Linked DNA regions of Gossypium hirsutum: region 1 is linked to region 2. A link is a contact called in public Hi-C data. All regions are on one chromosome and are shown on one strand. The core of a region is the stretch at or near the end of the contact, and the rest is flanking DNA. Distances in the headings are between cores, read along the strand shown. Region 1 holds the start of LOC121222528 (GATA transcription factor 8). Region 2 holds the start of LOC107915823 (probable protein S-acyltransferase 15).

The links. Hi-C and Micro-C count contacts between places; a contact is called where the count stands out from the background.
Region 1: a Hi-C map of leaf shows a contact between it and region 2, with 2.8 times the contacts expected there. The contact joins the promoter of LOC121222528 here to the promoter of LOC107915823 in region 2. A contact is called at or near these places in 2 of 34 Hi-C or Micro-C datasets (callus and leaf).

What each region holds. Positions count from the first base shown.
Region 1 is chrD10:61,041,991-61,047,911 of Gossypium_hirsutum_v2.1, forward strand. LOC121222528 (GATA transcription factor 8) reads left to right here and starts at 1,879. Exons shown (of 4, transcript XM_041103512.1): 1 at 1,879-2,021; 2 at 2,483-2,564; 3 at 2,968-3,250; 4 at 3,583-4,708. The coding sequence starts at 3,011. The coding sequence ends at 4,356.
Region 2 is chrD10:60,785,484-60,791,571 of Gossypium_hirsutum_v2.1, forward strand. LOC107915823 (probable protein S-acyltransferase 15) reads left to right here and starts at 4,710. Exons shown (of 7, transcript XM_016845025.2): 1 at 4,710-5,067; 2 at 5,760-5,852; 3 at 5,949-6,050. The coding sequence starts at 4,792. LOC107915824 (a long non-coding RNA gene) reads left to right here. Exons shown (of 2, transcript XR_001689287.2): 2 at 1-649.

The DNA of each region.
Region 1 (5,921 bases), core at 629-3,128, 250 kb after region 2:
TTATTGGAAGACAATATTAAATTGTTCATAAAAAAATTAATTAGTATCAAATAACTTTAATGCAACATCATTTATTATTATACTTTATACAAGTGAAAATAAAAAGAAGCTTCTATTTTGAGAATAATTAGATTTTTTTAAAAAAAATTTAAATGCAATACTACTTTCAAAAACCACCAGGTAAAAGAACAAAAATTAGAAATACAATGCAAGATTATATTTTGCAAAGAAAAGGGTTTAAGTTCAATAATTTTAATTTGCCAATTGCTAACTATTAAAATTATTAGAACAAATTCTCCTAAAATCCAGAAGAAGAAAAAACCCCTTTTAACTTAAAAGTCTTGAGAGATTTTAGACACTTTTAAGAAAAATTTGCAAAGTGTCGCTCCCTTGAAGTCGAAGGACCCTTTAGCAAAATCGTTATTGTCCTCCAATAGGGAATTGTTTCTCAACTCTATTAAGATCTTATTCGGTTTTATAGAGTGATTTTATCAAGAATTTAAGAGCCTAAAGATGCATCTGGCTCATAAGTGGAAGCATCTTGTTTGATGCCTGAACAAACGAGCCATGCACAATTCTATATGGTTGAACTCAAACCCATGCACTATAACTAGCTCAAACAACATTATTCTCACCCATTAATGCCTTATAAGCTACATGGCATGAGTACACAATGGTGGGCACGGTTTGCCTATTCAAACACTTAGTGAGGCATTTTTTATTTTGTGAATTCGCTGCTTCTTCAAGCTCTCGACAAAGTTATTTTGTGAAGTTGCTCGAGTTCTCAATAGAGTCAATAAACAAAATTTGCACAGGAAATAATAGTAGACTAGTTGAAATTCTACCAAATTCAAACGAACGACACTTCACAAACCTCTCCGAAAGAAGTAGCAAATCCATAAAAAACAATTATTTTAGCAAAAATAAAAAGAATTAGATATCCAATTAATTTACTTAGTTTTAAAAAATCTTGGGCATAGATAAAAACCGCGTTAGGTTAATTGACAAAAGAGAAAATAAAAGTTGTATTTTTGTGGGAAATAGGTGGCAAATCTAATCCACACGGGAATTTTAAACCCCAAGTAAAACAAACCCCACGCGCAGTTTTCTATTTCCAGTCAAAAGTCCCAATGAAAATTTGCCACGTAAGGAAAATTAGGTGTACTTCCATTCACGTCTTATTTACACGCGTTACTTGTTTCTTTCTTTTGACTTTGTTTTTCTCATGTTTTTTTAACTTAGGGTAGATAAAAAATTAAGGTAAATTAAGTTGGTCGTTTATTCACATGTAATAATAATGGTAATAAAGTCCGAAATTTACTTCACAGTTTACTATAATTAAATTTAATGACTAAATACCGATGGAATCTTAATTTGATTAGTATGAGTATTATTATTAATATAAGAGGATGTGAGTTCAAGCAAGTTGAAGCACATTCTTCTTCTATTCATGGGTTGGGTTGAGAAGTTTTTACTAAAAATTTACTAAATACTATCCTATTATAAAAAAATATAATTAACTATTTTTCTTAAATTCATGAAATATAAATATTTTAGGTAAACTTATGATTCTTAAATTCACTCATGAAACTAAAAAACAAAACCTTTCTTATGATTGTACTAACAAAACGAACTCATAATGAAATTTGTAAATAGTGCTCTAATAAAGTTCACGTTTTTGCCTCCAATTTATTCAAACAATTTTTTTAAAAAAATTTGTAAAAAACCCCAAAATTTGATTTTTTTTTTCTTGATATCTTTTATTTTTAATTGAAAACCTTGGGTGGAAAAAAAATTGAAAATCTAGAAAAAAAGAAAGAAAAAGGGATGGGACCCAAAAGGAGTAATAAAAAGAGAGAGAAGCCTTGAAGATGAAGACAGAAAGAAGAGTAAAAGACAGCTAGCAATGAAGGAAAGGATGCTGAGTGCTGACCTACCATAAATCCCCCCTTCCCTCTCCTTTTTATCCTTTGTTTCCCTTTCTCTCTCCCCTTCAATTTTCCTCTCTTTCTTCTTCAAAGGTATTATTCTCTCCTCATTGCCTCTGCTCACACTATTACTCATTTACATGACTGATTTTGGACAAATATGAAGTTGGGTTTTTGGAACTTGTTTCATTGGAGTTGAAAGTTTTGATCTTTTTGAACATTGGGTTTCTCAATGAGTTCTTGTTTTGGTGGGAAATTGGGAATTTTTGAATTCTTTTTAGCTCCAAGTTTAACATTTTCAGTGAGTTTTGTTGGTTTTTAAAATTGGGTTTGTTGTCATTGGAAATTTTAGTGTCGGCAGGGAGTATGGTGTTCAATTATGGGTTCAAAAATCATTTCTTTTTCCATGAATGATACCCTGTTTGGTAGCTGAGAAAACAGAGGAATTGAAACTGAAATTTTGAGAACTGGTTTTCATTAGCTCAAAAAAGTTTGCTTCAGCTAGCATTGTAGTCTTTTATGCACTAACAATTTCACCTTTTTTTTGGTTGCAGGTATCTCGAACAATTCTCTTCATTTTCCTGGAAAATTATCTCCTGTTTCCCCAGAAAAGTTTTGCTCACTTAGTAACGAAAGGTTTGCTTCATAATCCCTCCATTTTTTTGTTCACTTTTGAAAATAGAATTTTAAAAATCAATAATCCTCCCACCTTAAAAAAAACAAATTTTAGCTAGCATTGGACCACCTTGCACTAACTTAGAAAATTTTAATTTTTACTTCACCATCCATTTGAGCAAATAAAATAAAAAATTTTGGAACATAAAAACAAATTTGTATTACAAAAAAAAATCTCAAATACTTCCAAATTTCAATTCAAAATTGCTCAAATTTGAAATTTCAATTTTCAAAAAAATTCTTATGCTAACATGCGCCACACGGCTCAATCATTTTAGCAGTGACCGCTTTTCAATAAAGAGAGACATTCACATGCAAAATTAACATTATGACTAATAAATCTTACATTTTCTTTTCTTTACAGGTTTATAAATTTCTTAGAGAGAAATTATTAACATAAAGAAACCATGATTGGACCAACCAACTTCATCGACGAGATAGATTGCGGCAGCTTCTTCGACCACATAGACGACCTCCTCGACTTCCCTAACGAGGATGTCGAAGCTGGTTTCTCCGCCGCTGATTCCGCCGTCAACGCCGCCGCTTTTCCCAGCATTTGGACTGCTCACCCCGAGTCATTCCCGGGTTCTGACTCAGTTTTTTCCAACAACAGCGCTTCCGACCTCTCCGCCGAACTCTCTGTTCCGGTTAGTGTCTTAAAGTTCTTTTTGTATCATAATTATGACGTCATAAATATCACCCATGATTAAAGTTTAGGTTTTTTTGGGAAAAAAATATTAGTTTTATGATATCTGATTGTCGGCTACATTGGTCGAAAAAAAGTGGAAAACAGCCAAGAGTATCGCATTATTTGAAGGCATAATTATTGCTTCGGTTATGTAAGTCACATGATTTGTCATGTGATTAGTTATGCATGCCTTTGTTGGAAAATATAATGTTTATGTGTTGTGGGGTCCACTTACACATACTTTTTTTGACAAATATTTTTATTGTAATTAATTTTCGATTGATTTTGCAGTATGAAGACATTGTTCAATTGGAATGGTTGTCAAACTTTGTTGAAGATTCAAATTGTGGAGCAAGTTTGACAATTAAGAAACAAGAGCCTAATTCAAACAATAAGGACTCACCATCCCATCATGATCATGATCACCATCAATTCCAGACATCCAGTCCGGTTTCGGTCCTCGAAAGCAGCAGCTCTTACTCCGGGGAGAAACCGGTTGCCGCCCCTGGGAAGTGCGGACGTGCGCGTAGCAAACGTCCCCGTCCCGCCACTTTCAACCCTCGTCCAGCGATTCACCTTATCTCCCCGTCTTCGTCCGTCAATGACAACGACGTTCCTCAGTCGTTGTTTGTTCCCAAGGTGCCATCCGACTCCGAGAACCACGCTGAGTCTCGGCTTCTGATCAAGTTGCCACGACAAGTTAACCCGGAACACAAGAAGAAAAAGAAGATCAAGTTGACACTCCCAGCAGCAGCACCACCACCTACTGATAACAACACTACTCAAAATCCATCTGTTAGGAAATGCATGCATTGTGAGATAACAAAGACACCTCAATGGAGGGCAGGGCCAATGGGACCGAAAACCCTTTGCAATGCATGCGGAGTGCGGTATAAATCTGGCAGGCTCTTTCCCGAGTACCGACCGGCGGCGAGTCCGACGTTTATCCCGTCGGTGCACTCGAATTCTCATAAGAAAGTGCTGGAAATGAGGACCAAATGTGGGACAGCTGATGCACCAGAAATGATCCCAAATAAAAGCAACCCAGCACTAGATTACATATGAAGGGAGGGCTTTGGAGAATTTTGGAACCCTAATGTTGATTGGGTTAAAACTTTCACAATGTTTCCCCCATCCCAATCTCTTTTAATCTTTTTTTTATGTGTTTATTTTTGTTATTGTTATTTTTATCTCTTTGTTCATTGTTTTATTTTTGTATAGGGTTGGAAATGGGGGGGAAATTGGAGCAATACATGACAAATATTTTAGAATTGTAGAGAGGGATTTTAATGAGAGAAAGAAAAAGGGTTTAGGGGAAAATGGAAGGTTTTAAGGGTAGCAAAAGTTGTAGGTTTTTTTAGTAAAGAGTAGGTCCTTCAAAGGTTATTAATTATTGGAGTCGTTATTTTCTTTTTAATTTTTTTTTCTTCCTATTTGGGGATTCTTTTTGCAGTGAAAAAAAAATCATCTAAATTTCCCTTTTAAATGCTTAATTTCTATACTTTTTGTGCTTCTTTCTTCATTAACAATGAAGTATAAGTGATGAAAAATAATTCATATTTAAGCCTTTGGGATTCTAGCAAATGGTAGTTGGACTTTTTTAGAAATTACCCATTTTGAGGAAACTATTCAAAGGAGACCACAAAATTGTTAAAAATAATATCATTTGAGTGATAAAGACCCAAAAGTTTAGAAAATGAAAACTAGTCATTAAAAGGACATTCTTGAATTTCAAGCAAGAGTAAGGCTTCCCATTGATATCATAGTTGATCAACCAAATTGGACTTAGAAGTCCCTTATAATCTAAGTTAAGAAAATGTTAAGTTTTGTTAAAACACACCCCCCAAATTTGTTGTCAAATCATTGGTGAAATTTCAAAAAAATTGTTCGAGTTTTTATATGATATCAGTTTCTAGTTCATAAATGAATAACTCGTTATTCTTATAAAAAAATCTTAAATTAAAAAAAAAAACTTTTTAACTAATTTGGTTAGATAATCAAAATCAAGTAATCATTAGTAAGGTTGTTATGAAAGGATTTGGCAAAATGTCTCAATTCTCCTAATCTCACTCAATGCTACCAAACTAGAGGCAACATAAATGAAGGGTTTTTACCTTGATTGTATGGGAAATGATTAGTAATATTAAAAAGCATGGGAAAATTGAAAATAAAATCAATGAATGGTAGTTGCTTTCATTATTTTTAAAGTTGATTTGGACATTCTAATCATATGGTTTGATACTTGTTGGGGGATTCTTATTTTAAAGTAATGCTTGCATTTTGAACAAAATTTTTGAAAATGATAGGACAATATACCACCAATTGAGATTGTGTCAATTCTACCACCAACCACATAAAATTGCCTCCTTACCTTTTATGAATGTTGTTCAATCAACTAATCCAGGCTGGGATTAATGTTGAGAGGGCAGCAGTTTTGGTCAAATTTAGGGTTATTTTTAATAAAATTTTATAATCTCATGACTCCAATATTAATATTAACTTATAAATTCTAAAACTTGATAGAATCCAAGACTAATTTGTTCTATCCTTAGCATTTTAGATCATGTTGTTGGTTATCTAGGATTTTTTTTCACAAATTCTAGTGTTTGGTTCATTGGTCAATGATATTC
Region 2 (6,088 bases), core at 3,460-5,959:
AGACTTGAACTTCAAGGTTTTTAAGGTAATATCAAGGACTAACTTGAAAAAAAAATTCTAGCTTTAATGTGAGAATTGTCAAGCTCATGGACTAACTTGGAAAAAAAGTTTAGATCCGATTCAAACACAAAATATTAATTTAACCAAAAGAGTCTAAGAAAGCTTTATCTTCCATTAAAAAATTTGATCCGATTCTGTATTGAATTTAGTCAAAAACCGAAAGTAATTATGGGTATCAACTATATACATATAAAATTATATATATAAAGTGGTGGCATTTAGTGACAAAAGCTATTATGTCATTTTTGACAATGGAAAGGAAAGTGTGATTTGAATCATTCCTTCTTCAAACAGGTCCACTCAGTCTGAAGAAAAAAACAACTTCAAAGTGTACGATGTTATCCGAGCAAATCAACCCTAGATGCCAATGTTTACAATATATATATATTATATTCTTGTGTTATGCTTTATTTTAATTATATTTTTCATGTAATATTCCCTTTTTTTTAAAGTTTTTTCATGTAATATTCATATCAACGTGTCTAGGTTTTTGATGGTAATGTTTGGGCTGAAATGGATTTCATGAAAAAATAATTCATTTTATACATTATCATCACTATATATATACTGTTTCATTGAATTTAGTTAATAATTTTTTCTTTTTCTTTTTTATTTGTTGCTTTCACTATTTATTTATTTATTTAAGTATTTGTGTTTAATGCAAATATATCACACATAAATATGAAAATTTCATTTTTCCAAAGATTTTTCAAATAGATTATTTAAAAAAAAGAGTCAAATATACCAATCCTAAAATAATATCCAATACTCTCCCAAATAAAATTAATAGTTCTTCACTCTTTCTAGCCAAATAATTATTTTACTTGATACAGGTGATATATCTTGTCTTCACCTACCCTAGGCAAAAGCATTATTGCAGTAGGCACTACATATATATACACATTTTTAAAAAGAATATATATTTCATGACCATCTATTTATTTTAATGCATGACAGCCTTCTTTTTATACATTGAGTACTATGCTTGCTTCTTAATTTCTTCACGCTCTCCTCGACCCTTCAAGCCATATGCTATTTGTACATCAAATTTAAGAAACACTGAATCAGACAAATTCATGGTCCCCTGCTCACACATTTCCTTTGATTAGGTAGCTCTACAATAACTCATTCGATTGATTTATATAGTGAATTTTATGATTCTTCTTTTAATCTTGGATTAAAACAAATTAAGTAATATGGTTGGGCCATGAACATGTATAGTTCGGCAGCAATGGTCCCCCATGGGAGGCATGATGATAACAAAGAGTTAAGGCTTTGAGAAAAAAAATACAGTAGGAAATTGAAAGGAGATGATGATGAGAATTTAGTCATCATTATAATCCATTTACATTGTACGTTCTGATTTTAGACCACACAAATTTAAGTGACGGACGGACAGCTAGATTTGTGGGACTTATGACAAACATTAAGGTTTCATTTACTATACATACATATATATGACATACATTAAGGTTTTATTTACTCATATATGAAACAACTCAAAGTTAGGATATAAATGAGGCACTTATATTTATAAATTACTCAAGTTTGATTAAAAAAACTCGAACTCGAATTGATAATTATTGAGTTAAACTCGAGCTCGAGTTATTGATAGAGTTGAATTTGAACACCATAGTACTTGATTCAAATAGTCCTCAAGCCTAACGAGCTTTTCACTTTAATATATTTTAATAGACTTAATGGTATAAAACGCCTTGAAGAATTTCAAAAAATAAAAATCAACATTGATCATTAGGAACTAGATGCAATGCTGGTGTGGCTATTAATAGATGTCATGTCAACCAACAAATATTGACATTGTGATCCATGTCAACACTAGATGCAAACGTGGCATTGCCACATCAGCAAAATAAAAAATTTCAAAAAAAGATTAATTTTTTTAAAAAAAAATCTAAAAAGAACTTAGATGACTGATTGTCCAGGTTCATTTGATTTTGGACACGGTGTCCATATTCATTTTAAAATTATAAAAAAAAAAAACCAAATTTTTTTATAAAAAGCATGAAAAGTTAATTCAAAACATAAAATTTATAAAAACGTAAAAAAGTTATAAATTAATTAAGATGGTAAAAACTCATAAAATTTATTGAAAATATAACAATTATAAAAAATCATAAATTATATTGCATCTTTTCATATAAATTTGGTATTTCAGACCAATTATTTTTTCATTTAAATATATTCAAATTTAAGATAGAACATTTTCAATTGAAATATAAGAATGTGGAATATAAGTATAAATTAATGGCATGTAAGAACACGTACGTATATAAGAAGTTAAACAAAATTTAAAACATTGAATACTTTTAAATTGAAATAAATGGATTTTTTTTTGAAAAATATTATGGTTTGATTGTAAATTTAATGAGCTTTTTATAATTTTTTTATGTTTTCTTATAGTTTTTAATGATTTTAGAATTATTATAATTTTAATAATTTTTTTAATTTTTTATTTTAGAATGAATCTTGATAAATGGGTGTTCTGATTCAAATGAAAATGAATAATTATTTATCTAGGTTCATTTGGATTTATATTTATATTTTTAAAAATATATGTTTTTTATTTCAGCAACCAGTATTGATCTGACGCCTATTAGCGACCACGTCAATGTTGTTATTAATTTCTAACAATCAACATTAATCAAAGGGTCTTACTGGTCAAAATTGTAACTTAGGAGTTTAATTGGGTGCAAAAAGTTGGGAGAGGCTTAATTGATTTTTATTTTTTTTTTGAAATTCTTTGAGGACCTTTTATAACATTAAGCTATTTTTATACTGTAAAATACAATTTTACCCCTATTATATAAAAGGATGTTAATTACGAACAAACTCGAGCTTGAATATGAACAAGCTTAATCAAGCTCGAGTTCGAACTTGAGTACAAAAATTAATAAATGATCTTAATTGAGCTCAAACTCAAGTAATTCGATTATGTCTCGACCCCAACTCGTGCTTAAGAATTGATGTTCGAGTTGAGCTGTTGTTATCAGATTCAAGCCTTAGATGCATTAAATAAGTCTGCACCTTCTATAGAATCAAAATAGTATTGTAGCTTTGGTATGAAGGGTAACAATCTGAAAGGAAATGTTGTTGTAGCTAATAAGCTAAGTGAAAATTTAAGAAACAAGTGAAGGAGAAGTGAGAAGGATAGTGGCAAAGACTCATTATATATCATACATAAGGTGGAGAATATAGGGAACAGAGGAGAATGAGAGTCAGAAAGCACAAATGCCTCCATTCCCACCCCTTGAAGTTGATTCCAGCACTCCAGCTCAAGTCTTGAAACTCATGATCCTTCTGCTAATGCTGATGCTTCCAGTTCTAATAACGCTAATGGGTTCAAGCCTCCCAAGTCGCCATGATTGTTTTAAGTTGGAACGTAAGATTCTGGTTGACTCTAATGTCGTATCAGTGTCACCAATTCACTAAGAAATACGAGATTACTGTTTACTTTTTAATGGAGACTATAAACAAGGTAACCTTTTTTGTAATGCTTTAGCTTTGAAATGGGGTTTTGATTATGTCGATGGGACTTATAGTATAGGTCTTAGTGGTAGCACTTATGTAATAAAAAATGCATTTTCATTCTTTTTGTCTTCATATTTTTATATCATTTAAATAAAACAATCGAAAATTATAAATCTAATGATCGAACAAGTATTTGATGATATTAATTACAAATTCGTTATTATTCTACTTACATTCATTATTGAATTAAAAAAAATAGTTTTAACATAAAATATTTTCTTTTACCAACATGGTGAGCATGACAAAATCTAGTATTATTTAAAGAAATAAGATTTACTTATTATATCAAACCTTAAATTGGAGGGAAAATGTATTTAAGTGTGTTCGAACTAGGTCTGATAATGGGTCAGGTCATTTGCCTAAGCTCGAAGGCCTGCCAGAAAAATAAGAGGATTTGGGCAAAAATATAGGTTCAAAAAATGGGTTTGGATAAAAAATAAGGCACCTGATCTCAGGTAGGATTTTTATGCCCAGACCCGGCCCGAATTAGCTATTTTGTTGTCATTTCGCTATTATATTGCTACTATTTTTTTTGTTATTGTTTGAATATTGTATAACTCTTGTTTTATTGTTAATTTTGCTACTAGTTTAGAGGCATTTGCTTGTTAAGTTGCAATTATCTTAGTGTTATTTAAGTATAAATATTTTTAATGTATTTTCAATTTGATTTATTTTAATATTTTTAGTGTTCTTGATGTGTTATATTTTTTAAATTTTTATATAAAAATTAATCTAAAAAATTTAATTTGGGCGGGTTGAGTCAAGCTCAAGTTTAATTTTTTAATTCGGATCGAGTTTTGACAGAATTTTGAGTCCATTTTTTGAGTTGAACCTAAAAACGAACTTAAAATTTTGCATCAGCTCAACCTGAATCCAGTCTGACCTGACCCATGATCAAGCCTAGTTCGAACTCATATCCTCCTATTCCTGCTGCAATAGCAACAAAGTGAGTGGATGTGAAAATGAAATTGGCCCAAAATGAAATTTGAAAAGAGGAAAAAAAACATTGTTGGATTATAAATTGGCCCAAAAATCTGAGCCCAAACCACAAAATAATCTAAAATGTTTTAGATCATGAAACCCCAAAAATTATATACGAAATTAATGTTCTCCATCAACGGGTACCAAAACCTTTAATGCCTGAGCTCTGTTATTCTCAAACAACGATTCTCCCCCAAAAAAATGAAATTGAAAAATTTCCTCTCGCTTCCAATTTTTTCAGTGTTTTTCGTGATGGGTTTTGTTTATTATATCACAGTTTTCATTTTAATTGAAGATTGGGTTGGTTTGCAGACCTCAGCTGGGTCTTTAAATTCCATGATCTTCACCACCTTGGTTTGTCTTTGTGTCTTGTCTTTCCTCGTTGGTGTCCTTACTGACCCAGGCCGTGTTCCTTCTTCTTATATCCCTGATGTTGAAGATACTTCTTTTGCCTCAGATCAAGAACCCAAGAAAAATGTAAGATTTCCCCCCTTTTTAAAATTTTGTATTGAATCAAATAGTTTCAGAGAAAGTTTTGAATTTTTGGCTTAATTAGGTTTTGATGATATTTGGGTTTTCCTTATTGACTAGGAAGATTAGGGAATGGATGTGAAATTTTGGGTCTTAATGGTAGATCTTGGCTTTTATTTCCAGTTTCTTGAAATTTTGGGAAATTGGGATTTTTTTTTTAAATATACTCATTTACGTTTTTTATTGGATCTAATATTGACCCTTAAATTTTCCGTAACATGTAATTTGCCTATGGTTTCCTGGAAATTAATAAGAGAAGATTACGTTTGTAGCAAGAGAATTTTGTAGTTGATAATTTGTTGATGCAAAGATTGTTAGCCCATATCCATTATAAGGTATTGTCCGGTTTAGAGGTCTAAAGATTGTCCTTTGAGAAAAAGAGCCTCAATAGGAAAAGGTGACTCGCATTATATCAATGGAGGATCATTATGTACCCTTTAACTTCAGTGATGGATAATTTAGGTTTTAGAATAAAAATACTGTGACGTAATGTTCGTTTTAGAGGTCTAAAGACCGTTTTTTGAGAAAAAGAGCCTCCACAGGGTAAGTGTAACTTGCTTTATATCGATGGAGGACTGTTTTACCGCTTGGGAAACAAACTTCATTATGTAATCTGACTTCAGTAATGGATGATTTAGGTTCTACAATCAAAATACTGTGACAAATGTGCTGCATATAAACCCCCAAGGACACATCACTGCCGGGTTTGCAAAAGATGCATACTAAGGATGGTAGGACATTATCTTTAACCAATTCTTGTACGAGTAAAAAATTTTCTTTGACCTTGAAACTTCTGGTAATGGTTTCAAATGCTAAATTGAGTGTAGGATCATCATTGCCTGTGGATAAATAATTGTGTTGGTTATTGGAACTATAAAGCTTTCTTCAATCTTATACTTTATGCAACCATTGGTAGCATCCACTCCTCAGTATGTATCATTTGCTCCTTGTCTTGTTTTTTAAAACC